Regions from separate parts of the Mus musculus genome. Here region 1 is linked to region 2. The links are chromatin contacts, called in public promoter capture Hi-C maps. All regions are on one chromosome and are shown on one strand. The core of a region is the stretch at or near the end of the contact, and the rest is flanking DNA. Distances in the headings are between cores, read along the strand shown. Region 1 holds the start of Calcoco1 (calcium binding and coiled coil domain 1). Region 2 holds the start of Ddx23 (DEAD box helicase 23).

Region 1 (6,743 bases), core at 844-3,343, 4.1 Mb after region 2:
CTCTAAAATTCAAAATCCAATGGAAGTGTGGGCCTCTCTCAGTTTAAGCAGGTCTTGCTTACATATGCCTAAGCTTGTTCAACCTTCTTTACCAATCACGATGATGGGTCTTCAGAGGGGACTACGGTTTGGGGGATCAACAACCTAATCCTGGGTCCTCTGCTCTTGGAGCACCTGCTCTTGGGGGCACCGATCCGTGAGTTGCCTATCTCGATCAACTCTAGGGAAGCAGAAGAAGGCGAGCTTTGGCTTTCCTCCAAGGCTAGAGAAGGGGAGGATAATAGGAAAGACAGGTTCTGTCCTTCAACTTCTATTCCAGGAAATCAAAACTTCTGGAGGTGGCAGTTCAAGGGTGGAGTGAAATATTCAGTAGGAAGGTGGTGGTGTGCAGAGATGGAATGTGGGGGCCTGGAGCCAGGAAAGCCCCGCCCTTAGGCAGGGAAACAGGTTAGAAATAGGGTAAGTCAGGGGCCCTGAGAAGGGGAAATATACATTCGGCGTTGAGAAAAGGCAGAGATCAACGAGAAACATTCTCCCCCCCCCCACCCCCATCTTGACGGGAGCAGAGCTAGAAAGCTAATGATTTGTTTGGGTGTTAGCCCAGCTCCAGTACCCTATACCCATTTTCTTGTTGGCTCCTCTTAGCCTCAATTCTAAGAGTCCAAATCTTGACATATGTTTGGGTTAATGGCAGGAGATAAGCAGATAAAATGGAGTTAGCTAGGGAGAACTAATTGGAAAATAGATAATAATAATAATAATAGCAACAACAACAATCAAGAGTTCAGGGGGTAGAATAGTTGGGTGGGTAGAGGTGCTTGCCACCAACTCAAGGTTGGGAGAAGAGAACTGATATCCCCAAGCTGTGCTCAGACTTCTGTACACCTATCTTCACACAGACACAGACAGACAGACACACACACACAGAAGTAAAAAAAAAAAAGTTAAAACAGAGTAGTACTCAGAGATGAATAAGAACAAAGTATGGATGGTGTACATGTTTGAAATGAAACTCACTGTATATTAACTTAAAAAAAAAATACACCTCAGTCCAGAGCGGGGAGGCAGCCCTTTTCTCTAGCCCACACATCTGCTTCCTGTGTCAGGTGCAGCTGATGTGTCCAATCAGACATCACCACTAGTCATATGCACACCCCCAAACATCACAAACCCACACCAGGCTGAGACAGTGGGGGAGGAACTTTAAAAGAAATTAAACACTCCATGGAGAAGGAAAGGTGGGCCAGCAATGCAATAGGAAACAGTTTCTTTGTCGGCTTTTTTTTTTTCATCTATGAAAAATCTCTCATTACAGCTACTCCGTGTTTTCTTCAATATAAGTCTTCTTAGGTTAGAGTGAGATCTGTCTCTAAAGTTCTACCCGTTGAGAACCCCAAACCCCTCCTTTCCCACAAAGACAATCTGTAACAGCTGCAGATATTCTTCAGAACTGAAAGTGTATGTGGTCAGATGCTGATGTTCAAATGCATTCTCTCTCTCTCTCCCTCTCTGTGTGTGCGTGTGTGTGTGTGTCCCCTCTCCACTGTAGGGCTCTCAGCGTTTTGGCGTTCCACAAGTTGGAAGTTTTCCCCTCAGGGATTCAGCGTAGTAAAGGCCTTTGGATCTTTGGATTTGGGTAAGAGAGAGAAGGTCTGTGAGGGCAAAGACTTGCCTGGAAAAGATTAAGCAAATATTTCAGTCCCTTCAAGCTTCCATAATCGGATCGAGCTTTACTGAGGAGGCCCCGCAAGAAAGTGAGGACAATGCGGGCTACTCCTCAAGGCCCCCCTTGAAACCAACAAAACCGAAACGTGGGGGAGGCTTCCTTAGTGCGTAAAGTATTAAAACCTAAACGCTCCTACCGTCCTCTTCTACAGTTCTCTCGGATTAGCCTTTCGCAGGCTGAGAAGCGGGCTGACCACCCCCGCGTAAGCCCACCCTCAGTTAGGCCAAGTTTCTTACCCCACGGACGGATCAGCTGTTCCCCTCACCTTTCACCAACAACAAAAACAGCACTCCGACTATAGGAGGGGAGGGGAAGAGTGACGCGAGAGCTTCTGGGGCTTGTGGTTCTTCTATGACTCGACACTGTCTACTTTTCTACCTGTGGAACTACATGTCCCAGGAGGCTGCGCGCGAGGGGCGGGGAAGAGGGCGGGGCGGTGATGGACTCAGCGTGGCATCCCGGGAGATGTAGTTCTTACTCCCGAGGCAGTTCAGGAGGGTGTGTCTTCCAAAGGACTTCACGGCCCATGATTCCTTAAGAAAGGGCAGGCTGATCTAGTGGAGGCTGCTGGTTCGTAGCATGCTTAGTGGGAGAGTTGACGGCTTTAACGCGTTCTGCACAGCTCTTTTCGGTGGGGCGGAACGCTTCCAGCACAGCCTTCTTGTTCGCTTTTACAAGATAGGCTGTAGTGTTATATCTACTTACAAAAGAAAAAACTTGTCTAAGGAATCCTCTAGGGTCAGGGCTATGAAACTGTAGAACTCTGCCAGGCCTCTCCCAAGCTACGAGCTACAGCCACCATGTTGTGGGTGGGGAAACTCACAGGGGTGGTAGTGGTTATTTATTTTTAGCTTGTTCTGACTTCAGGGTTGACAGAGCTTGTAAAAGTCTCAAAGCTTACTGTTTGGTTCCAGCTTGAGAAGATTTCCATGCCAAGGGGTCCGATAACACACACACACACACACACACACACACACACACACACACACACATACCACACCTGCACGTGCTCCCCCTGGAGTGGCTTCTGGGGCTAGGATTAGGGGACATAGCTTGAAATGGTGGCTAGGCTGTGGAATGAAAAGCATGCGGTTGAAGAGAGAGCTTGGCAGGACTGCCACAGCTCACAACAAGCTACTTAGAGAGGCTTGTTTGCCCAAGCCTTTTAACTGGCTTAAATTAATTAGAGCAACAATACAATTGTTGCTATAGGGTTGTTTTTTGTTTGTTTGTTTGTTTTGTTTTGTTTTGATAGGCGAAAGAGTCACACTGTTCCCACACCGCAGTCACTTAAGGACTTGAACCGTCCTCATCGTTGTGGGTGGCCTCCAACCCTGGAAGAGTTCAACCCCCCCCCCCTTTCTCAATATTAAAGGATTAAGTGAGATGTAATGCTACACACCTATAACCCTAGCAATTGAAGAGGCAGAGGCAGGGAGATCCTGGAGATTTCGATTCTGACTCAGGCTACACAGGAGACCCTGTCTCACAAATAAATAGTTATGCCGGAAAGACAGCTGTCCTCTCCTGGTTGGGTCCATTCTAATTATCTGTGGCAGTAGGTTCTGGCGGCGCCTCTTCTTTTACTTTTTTTTTTTTTTTGGTAGTTTTTTTTTTTTTTTTCCTTTTAAGATTGAATAGGGTATTTGATGCTGTCCTTGGGTGCCTTTCATTTGAAGATCTCCAAGCATTAAGTCACTGGGCTGCACAAACATTAAGATGACATGTCTGTGTCATTAGTCAGGATTTATGAGTTAGGGCACAAGCTGCTGGATGGGGAGATAGTTCAAGGTCCTGGGTTAGCTACGAGTGAAGCCTGTCCAAAGACTCAAGTCTCAAATGTTTATTTTGTCTGCATTCAGAATGAAAGCTTGTAAAAATCTCAGTCTCAAATAGAGCTAAGGTAATAACAACTTCCATGTTTGGGATGCTTACAGCGTTTTTAAACAGCCATAACGTATGCCCTATTATCATCCCCATTTTACGTGTAATGAGAGCAACACTCAGACAGCTGAGTAATTCGTGAGGTTAATCCAGCTAAGTGGCAGAATCAGGGTTCAAGTTCCAGTAGTCAGCACTGTATTAATGTGGCTTTAAATTCTGTTGTTGTAAGAAGCAGTGTTAGTCAGGGGATAAATATTCACTGAGCTCTTATGTGCTCAGTGAAGGCACGTGGCAACGGGAAGCCCCATCATTCAACAAGTATGTGTTAGTGTTATGCCGGATGTTCCATATGTCTCACTAAAAGGGTAAATACAGATACTGAAGGATATATTTGATTGGGTTAGTTTGTCAAGATGGGGATGGGGTGGGGGCTGGAGAGATGGCTCAGCAGGTTTTTTTGGGGGGGTGGGGTGGGTTCAAGACAGGGTTTCTCTGTATCGCCCTGGCTGTAGACCAGGCTGGCCTCGAACTCAGAAATCTGCCTGCCTCTGCCTCCAGAGTGCTGGGATTAAAGGTGTGCACCACCACTGCCCAGCATGGCTCAGCAGTTAAGAGCACTGACTACTTTTCCAGAGGTCCTGAGTTCAAATCCCAGCAACCCCATGGTGGCTCACAACCATCTGTAATGAGATATGATGTTCTCTTCTGGTGTCTCTGAAGACAGCTACAGTGTACTTACATATAATAAATAAATAATAAAAGGATGGGGACCAGGTAGAAAAAGGAAACTTATTCTAGGTTGAAGCCAAGATTCAGAAATGGGACTCAGTGATGCTCACCGGAGCCTAGAGAGGAATTCAAAATGGCACATTCCCTTGAACTTAACACATGCATCATAGCAAAATGAAAACAAAACTGCAGAGGTGCTGGGTTTGATACCCCGCATGGCATAAAGTGGAGCATGGTAGCATATACTCATAATCAACTTGGAGCCAGAGGCAGAACTATCAGGTGTGCAGGATCATCCTTAGCTACATACCCAGTTTAGGAGTCAGTTTTAGCTGTAGGAGACCTTATCACAACAGAAGAGGCTGGCGAGATGCCCCATCAAGTTAAAGCACTTGTTAAAGAAACCTAGTAATCTGAGCGCAATCCCCAGCGCCGTTTGGAGAAGGAGGATGAGATGGTGTGCAGCGTTTCTTTTCTTTTTCTTCTTTTTCAAGGTTTATTTATTTATTTCATGCATGTGAGTCCACTGTCGCTGTCTTCAGACGCACCAGAAGAGGGCATCCGATCCCTATCACAGATGGTTGTGAGCCACCATGTGGTTGACTGGGAATTGAACTCAGGACCTCTGGAAGAGCAGTCAGTGCACCTTAACCGCTGAGCCATCTCTATAGCCTGACATGCAGCATTTCTGTGTCAAGATGGTCAATTGCCCTGACCCTCACAGGCCAGCTAGCATAGCAGAGACATCAAGAGAGATGCTGAGGGCTGGAGAGATGGCTCAGTAGTGGTTAAGAGCGCTGACTGCTCCTCCAGAGGTCCTGAGTTCAATTGCCAGCACCCACATGGCGGCTCACAACCATCTGTAATGGGATCTGGTGCCCTCTTCTGATGTGTCTGAAGATAGCTACAGTATAATAAATAATTCTTAAAGATAGAGATAGAGAGAAATGTTGAAAGTCATCTTCTGACCTCCACATGTAATAGTGGTACCCATGCCACCTGAATTCACACACACACACACACACACACACACACACACACACATACACACACACACACACACCCCACATGCACACACTAAAAAATACAAACAAAAATTATTCAAATATGGCTTAGAAAATGGCTCAGTGGTTAAGAGTTCTTGCTATTCTTCCAGAGGACCCAGGTTCTATTTCTAACAACCACATGACTGCTCACAATTCTCTGTAACTACAGTTCTAGGATATTGATACCATCTTTTGACCTCTGCAAGTTCCCACACACACGTGGTGTGCATGCATAAATGCAGGCAAAACAGTCATATGCATAAAATTATCATTTTTAAGTGAAAAAACAAGGGGCTGGTGAGATGACTCAAGGATTATGAGCACTGACCGCTTTTCCAGAGGACCCAGGTTTGATACCCACACAGTAGCTAACATAGTAGCTAACAACTGTCTGCAACTCCAGTTCCAGGGGATTTGCTCCTCTCTTCTGGCTTCCCAGGGTGCCAGGCACTGATGTGGTATACAAACATACATGCAGAGAAAATACCCATACACATAAATGATAGATAAAATTATTTATTTTTTTAAGATTGATTCATTTATTTTATGCATATGAGTACACCACCATTGCTCTCTTCAAACACACCAGAAGAGGGCAACGGATCCCATTACAGATAGTTGTGAGCTACCATGTGGTTGTTGGCAATTGAACTCAGGACCTCTGGAAGAGCAGTTGGTGCTTTTAACCACTGAGCCACCTCTCCAACCCTAGATGAAATTACTTTTAAAAATTAAAAGCAAGCTGGGCAGTGGTGGCACACACCTTTAATCCCAGCACTAGGGAGGCAGAGGCAAGCTGATTTCTGAGTTCGAGGCCATCCTGGTCTACAGAATGAGTTCCAGGACAACAAGGGCTACACAGATAAACCCTGTCTCTAAAAACAAAAGAAAAAACAAACAAAAAAAATCCCAAAAAATTAAAAGCAAAAAACATTTTTTTTTAAAGATTTATTTATTTATTATATGTAAGTACACTGTAGCTGTCTTCAGACACACCAGAAGAGGGAGTCATATCTTTTTACGGATGGTTGTGAGCCACCATGTGGTTGCTGGGACTTGAACTCAGGACCTTCCGAAGAGCAGTCAGTGCTCTTAACCACTGAGCCATCTCACCAGCCCCAAAAAACATTTTTTAATTTATTTATTTTATGTATGTGAGTACACGGTTGCTGTCTTCAGACACACCAGAAGAGAGCTTCAGATCCCGTTACGGATGGCTGTGAGCCACCATGTGGTTGCTGGGAAATTGAGCTCAAGATCTCTGGAGGAAGAGCAGTCGTGCTCTCTTAACCCCTGAGCCATCTCTTCAGCCCAACCAAAAACATTTTGAGGGACATATTTTCATAGTCTTTGCTACA
Region 2 (6,816 bases), core at 3,913-6,412:
GAGCTTGGGGACTGGCTAGGATGGCTGGCTGACTAGGCAAGCCCTGCCAGCTGGGATTGCAGGTGCATGCTGTCACATGCAACTGCTTACCTGCATGCTCAGGCCCCTAACTCCGGCCTGCGCACTCACATAGCAAGCGCTTTACACTTTATCACTGAGGCCAGGCTTAACCCCTAAGAGCACAGATCCTGCTCTTAAGATCTTCCAGAGCGATGTCGTCATACTATGTTTTAGTAGCAAGGGCCGATCAGGGGCTGTGAGAACAGCTGAGCCATGTGCCTCGACCATCTGCAGCTGCCCCTTACAAGCTCATTTTCAATCTTCAGGAACTGGTTACTCAGCAGCGTATCATGGGAAGACCTATGACCACAGCCTCAGGAGGCTGGCAGAGGAACCGTAAGTTCCCGTCCACTCGGGCCACTCAAGTATGAAACGCTGTTGCTTAACAGGACAGGTGCCAAGCATCCTCCCCTCCTAGTGTAACAGACAAAGAGCCACTTTACCTCTCTACAGACTTGGAACGGGACCGAGAGCGAGAACGGCTCCCTCCTCTACGCCTATCCCGTGAGCGATGCCGCTTCCTATCTTTAGATGGGGAGGACTTCCGGTCCCGGTCTCTATCGCGATCTCTCTCAGGAGTCCGTGATCGCTTCCTTTCCTCCTTGGGTGATGCGTCTCGGTCCTTTTTGTCAGCCAGTTCTCCTGCCATCTGGGTGAGAAAGAGGTCCTCATTGCGTCCAGTTCAGCAAACCTCAAAGCTAATGTGTGTGTTAGTGTACCTGCTTCTACAGGTACATACACAAGCTCTGATTAGCAGAGGCCTGGTAGGTCCTCGTGAAAAGCCCATACTTCTTCATTACATGAGACTGTCTCCCTGTGATTTCTTCTTACAGATTCACCATTCCATTGTTGACACAGGGCTAGCCTGGACTATTATCTCAAAACCAAAAAGTAACCAACACCATTTAAAACACAAGACACCAGCGGGGTGGAGAGTGGGGACATCCTTGTGGAGAAGGGTGGGGTGGGGGGATGAGGTATGGGATATGGAACACATGGAGGATGGACAGGGAATAAAATCTGGAGTGGGAAAAAAAAAAAAAAGAAACCACCAGAGGAGAAACAAAATATTTTACTCTGATTTAAAGAAATGCACTCTAGGGGCTGGGGAGCCGGCCTGGTCTATAAGGTGTCCGTCCACTGCACAAGCATGAAGGCCACAGCCTGGACCCCGGTGCCCATGTGAGGAACCCAGTGTAGTGCATGCACCTGCAGCCTCAGTGCAGCCTGGCCACAGATGGTCCCTGAAGCCCAGTGGCCAGCCTGGCCAAGTTGCTCTGGGTTCAGTAAAACCTTTGTTTTAAAAGGTAATGCAGAGGGCCACTGCGGTGGATATGTGGGTGAAGGTGCTCGATACCCAGTCTGACAAGCTAAGTCTGATTCCCAGAACTTAAGGGGTGGAAGGAAGAACTGACTCCAAAAACTCATCCTTTGACCTCTACATGTGCACTGTGGCAAATGAGTGAGTGTACACACACAACATATGGTAGACAGTGCCCTCTGATGACAACTTCTGAACTACACACACACACACACACACACACACACACACACACACACAGTACCTCTAGTTAAGCAATGGGAAAAATGTGAAGGGTGCATAAGACCTCCAAGCACATTCTTTTCTTTTCTTTTTTTTCTTTTGGTTTTTCGAGACAGGGTTTCTCTGTGTAGCCCTGGCTGTCCTGGAACTCACTTTGTAGACCAGGCTGGCCTTGAACTCAGAAATCCACCTGCCTCTGCCTCCCAAGTGCTGGGATTAAAGGCGTGTGCCACCACTGCCGGGCAAGCACATTCTTTTCAATGGCCTGGGAAAGGACAATTATTTCAACATAACAACACATCAAGCAAGGGAAAGTGTCTCAACTAGAAGTTCCAGAGGTGACTGACAGACAGGCTGACAAATCTCTCCTCAGGTCCCACAGCCTGGTGGTCTGTCTTCTTCAGGCAGACGGGGCTATCTACTGTCTACTGTTCTGAGAGGTCTGAGCAGGAGTCTGATCTATTCCCCTCCCCCCTGGGGGTACACTGCACAGCATACCACACTGCCAACTGTTCTTTTTTTTTTTTTAAAGATTTATTTATTATTATGCATAAGTACACTGTAGCTGTCTTCTGACACACCAGAAGAGAGCATCAGATCTCACTACAGGTGGTTGTGAGCCACATGTGGTTGCTGGGATTTGAACTCAGGACCTTCGGAAGAGCAGTCACTGCTCTTACCCGCTGAGCCATCTCACCAGCCCCCTGGCAACTGTTCTTGAACTACAAAAACTAGTAATTATTTTATTCGCAGGTGACTGGGCTAGAGTATTGGTGTCCTAAGCATTTTGAGGCAATCCTTCTATCCAGTGCCAGTGACTGCCATATTGCCTAAGAAGGGAAAATGTTGGGCTGGAGAGATGGCTCAGCGGATAAGAGCACTGACTGCTCTTCCAAAGGTCCTGAGTTCAAATCCCAGCAACCACATGGTGGCTCACAACCATCCGTAATGTGATCTGACTCCCTCTTCTGGTGTGTCTGAAGACAGCTACAGTGTACTTACATATAATAAATAAATAAATCTTTAAAAAAAAAAAAAGAAGGGAAAATGTTAAGAATGAAAAAACAAAATGAACAAATAGCGTTTTCTGAAGGCTAAGATGACCTAGTTTTATCTCACAATTAACTAAAAAAAGTGAGAGACTGGTCTAAGTCAGTCTATCATGCATTTCACAGTATGTCTCTCCTACAGCCCTAGGAAAACAGCCCATCCTTGGGTTGTTTGGTTGTTTTTTTTGTTTTTGGAACACCACCTTTCTATGGTGGCACTTGGCTGGCCTGGAACTCACTATGTAGACCAGGGTGGCCTCAAATTCACAGAGATCTGCCTTGATCTGCTTTTAATCCCAAGTGCTGAACACCGTCTAGTGCCAGGAGCTGTTCTGGGTCCTGGAGACGACACCGTAACTAACACAAACTCGCTGACTTCATGAAGCATGAGTCCAGTGTAACACTGTTTCAGCTACTCAGAGTGAGCTCCAAACAGGGAAGGAAACGGAGTAACATGATATGGAGAGATGAAGAAGAGGCTCTTGGGGAAGACGTCTTAGGTTGACATTTACACTGAGAGCTGACAGTGGAAGAAACAGCCATGGGATGATCAGGAAAGAGAGCTTACAGATGGAGCTGGCAAGCACTGAGGGAACAACCAGCTCTGCACGTCGCTCTCCAGAGACTGTGGCTAAGGGGTACAGACCCGCACTTGGGAGGCAGAGGCAGGCGAATTTCTGAGTTCGAGCCCAGCCTGGTCTACAGCGTGAGTTCCAGGACAGCCAGGGCTGCACAGAGAAACCCTGTCTCGACCCCCCCCCATCTTCCCCCCCCAAAAAAGACAAGGTCAGGGGCTTGGAGAGATTGGTCAGTGGTTAAGAGCACTGGCTGATCTACCAGAGGACCTGAGTTTGGTCCCCAGCATCCACATGATGGCTGGCAAGCAAGCACCTGCAATCCCAGGGGATCCTGACGCCTTGCTGTGACCTCCTCAAACACTAGGCACTCAAGTGGTGCACAGACATAAACACATGAAAAACACCCATACATACCACCACCACCCCAAAAAACACAAGAATGAGGAGAAGTCAAATCATGAAATTGTTAGAAACCAGGGCAAAGGTGCTTGGATTTCAACTTAAAACCAAGAGTAGGAACTAGAGATTTGGGGGGGAAGTGGAAGTTACTGGTGACTTTCACTACAGCTGTAGGGAAAAAAAGGAAAAGGAAAACAAAATAAAGACAGGGGGCTGGGGAGATGGCTCAGCGGTTAAGAGCACTGACTGCTGTTCCAGAGGTCCTGAGTTCAAATCCCAGCAACCACATGGTGGCTCACAATCATCTGTGATGGGATATGATGCTCTCTTCTGGTGTGTCTGAAGAGAGCTATAATGTACTCAATCCACTAAATAAGTAGATTTTAAATAAGAAAAAGAAAGAAAGAAAATAAAGAAGACACTAAGCTTGAATGGCGTTTGTCTGGGACAGAATGAGAACTGTCAATAGAAGCAAAATACACTGTTAGGGGCCCGTGCAAAGGCATGTGACTCTCAACGTCATCTCAACGAGAACATTTGGAGAACTTTAAGCAGAGTATAATACGACCAAAAATTACATTTGAAAAGAATTACTCTGGTGACTTACAAGGAAATATGTAGACTTGGTTTTTGTTTTTTTTTTTTAATTACAGAAAATGCTTAATAGTCTACAAGTGTAATCATAGCACTAGGAAGGTGAAGGCAGTACTGAGCGTCCAAAGACAAAATGGACTAGGCTGCATACTGAATTCAAGGCCAGCTTAAGCTCCAAAAGACCCGGGCTCCAAAAGACCCTGGCCGTGCTTCCCAGTTCTCTGTAGGGCAAAGGCCAATTGTTTTCATTTAATTGTTCATCAAGCGCTACTATATATGCAACATTCAGCTGTAGGCCCCGTGGAAACTACAAAATGAAATTCTGTCCACAGGAAGCAGCAGATGGCACAAGACACGCCAAGATAAGAACGTTCAGGCGAAGAATCCAAAGTTGCCGGTCCTTTCCATTCGTAAAGAGGATATGGAAGGGCCCACAGAGGAAGTGGCTCGTTTTAAAGTACGAGTAGAATTTGAAGATGTGCAACTGTGGGTTAGGGTTAGAACTAATCTCCGGCCGAAGCACTAGTTGGCAACCCCGAGCCGGAAGGCATGGGGTGGGTTCTGGGAGCACATTAGAGTTCCTGTCTGGCCGAAGTAAGGAAACAAGAATTAAGTCAGACTGACGTATAACAAGGGCGATGTCCACGGGCCAAAGTCTAGGCTCATAATACAGTCCTGGAAGTGGCCTGTGCCCTGGGCAGCCAACACTGCTCCCGGGGCCCGCGCCCCTTTCACTCTTGCCCGCCGGAGCTGCCCTGGCTCGTGCCCCTTCCCTGAGGCGTTCTTCCCCTTCCGGGCTGAGGCTACGGCTATCTTCCCGCTCCTCACCCACTCTCCAAACTCGTGGGAGCCGCCTCCACCGCCAAGACTCACCACCCCGCGCCTGAACCGCCTAACGCGGCCTCAACGTCGCCGAACAGTCGCCATCTTTCGCGTTTCCAGATCACGGAGGAGCACCCAGGCCGCGCGGCAAGCCGGGAAAGGGAGTTCCTGGGCCTGCACCACGCGAGCTGACGAATAGGCCCTGAAAACTACCAATCCCAGAATGCACGGCGCGAGGGCCGGCCAGGCCGTAAGGTCTTCTGGGTAATGTGGTTTGCCAAAGGTTCGGTGTTTGTAGGAGAAAGAATTTTCCAAGTGTTGTCTTTCTACTTACAAGGTTCTTCCGCAGCAGTCTTTCTGGAATCTTCTAGTAGGTATTGCAGTTGATTTCAGTCAAAGCTGGCAGCTTTCAGCGAGAAAGTTTATACGGTAACAAATAATTTGCTTTTTTTTTTTTTTTTAAAGATTTATTTATTCATTATATGTAAGTACACTGTAGCTGTCTTCAGACACACCAGGGAGTCAGATCTCATTACGGATGGTTGTGAGCCACCATGTGGTTGCTGGGATTTGAACTCTGGACCTTTGGAAGAGCAGTCGGGTGCTCTTACCCACTGAGCCATCTCGCCAGCCCCCCCCCTTTTTTTTTGAAAAGTGTTTTTTATAAAAATTGTGAGAGAGATTATTGCCTCCGTGGATGAATGGAAGATAATGAACTAAAGATTAGTTCACTGGAGTAGCTTAGTACTTCACAATGAAGGTAGTACAGTTTTCACAGTAGAACTACTCCAGTCACAGGAGTAACCTTGGGGCCCCGGCAGGATGAATGCCTGAACAACCCCAGGGTACCCACTGTCCCCCTACTCCCAATAAATAATAAACTAACATTTCAGAGGTTTCCCTGGAAGGACTTCCCCCTCAAGTATCTTACTATTTATTCAACATTCCTCATGGGACCTTGCTTCCTCGTTTCCCTGGTCTTCAGGAACTGCCCACTTGGGCTACTTGTTATTGTTGATGTCTTCCTTCAGGTTCTCCATACATCAGTCCACCGAATTTTTCTTCTAGTCGTAGACCCACTTCCTTTCTCTTGGGTTCAAACAGTACCGTCAGCACCCGCTGAAACAGAATACAACATTGTGCGAGGTAGGATGGTTGAGATTAACCAGGGTACCCACTGCCTCCTTTTACATTTTCCATCCTCGGGTTTGCTTTAATCCCACATAGTTGTTGGTCTTTCTACTTTAAATTTATTCTATTTTTATCTGCATTGGTGTTTTACCTACATGCATGTCTGTGTGAGGGTGTCAGATCCCCTGGAGCTGAAGTTATAGACAGTTGTGAACTGCCCTATGGATGCCGGGAATATGAACCTGGGTCCTCTGGAAGAAAAACCAGTGCTCTTATCCACGGAGTCATCTATCTCTCTAGCCCCAGGTCTGGTTTTTCACTCTGGGTATTTTTTCAGTTCTCAAACAGGGTCTCAGAATACACCCTAACTAAAAAACTCAGCTACGCTGACAGTGGCTCAATGTCCTATAAGGAGACTTTTGGAGAGCTCTTGTAGCCTCTGATATTGCAAATTCTAGTGCAGGGAGGACTTGGTCAGTCTGAATCTACTGGGTATAATGAACACTAGAGGGCTCTCCACTCTCAGAATTAAACCCTAACACCACCACCCCCCCTTTTAAAGAAAATAAAAAATAAAAAGGAAAGAAAGAATTTTTTTTTTTTTTTGTGGTTTTTCGAGACAGGGTTTCTCTGTATATCC

The links. Promoter capture Hi-C pulls out the DNA fragments that hold promoters and counts their contacts.
Region 1: a contact with region 2 is called in a promoter capture Hi-C map of pre-B cells, with 2.8 times the contacts expected there. The contact joins the promoter of Calcoco1 here to the promoter of Ddx23 in region 2. A contact is called at or near these places in 2 of 39 promoter capture datasets (cranial neural crest and pre-B cells).

What each region holds. Positions count from the first base shown.
Region 1 is chr15:102,720,085-102,726,827 of GRCm38.p6, forward strand. Calcoco1 (calcium binding and coiled coil domain 1) reads right to left here and starts at 2,094. Exons shown (of 15, transcript NM_026192.3): 1 at 1,963-2,094.
Region 2 is chr15:98,657,727-98,664,542 of GRCm38.p6, forward strand. Ddx23 (DEAD box helicase 23) reads right to left here and starts at 5,163. Exons shown (of 17, transcript NM_001080981.1): 1 at 5,097-5,163; 2 at 504-709. The coding sequence starts at 709.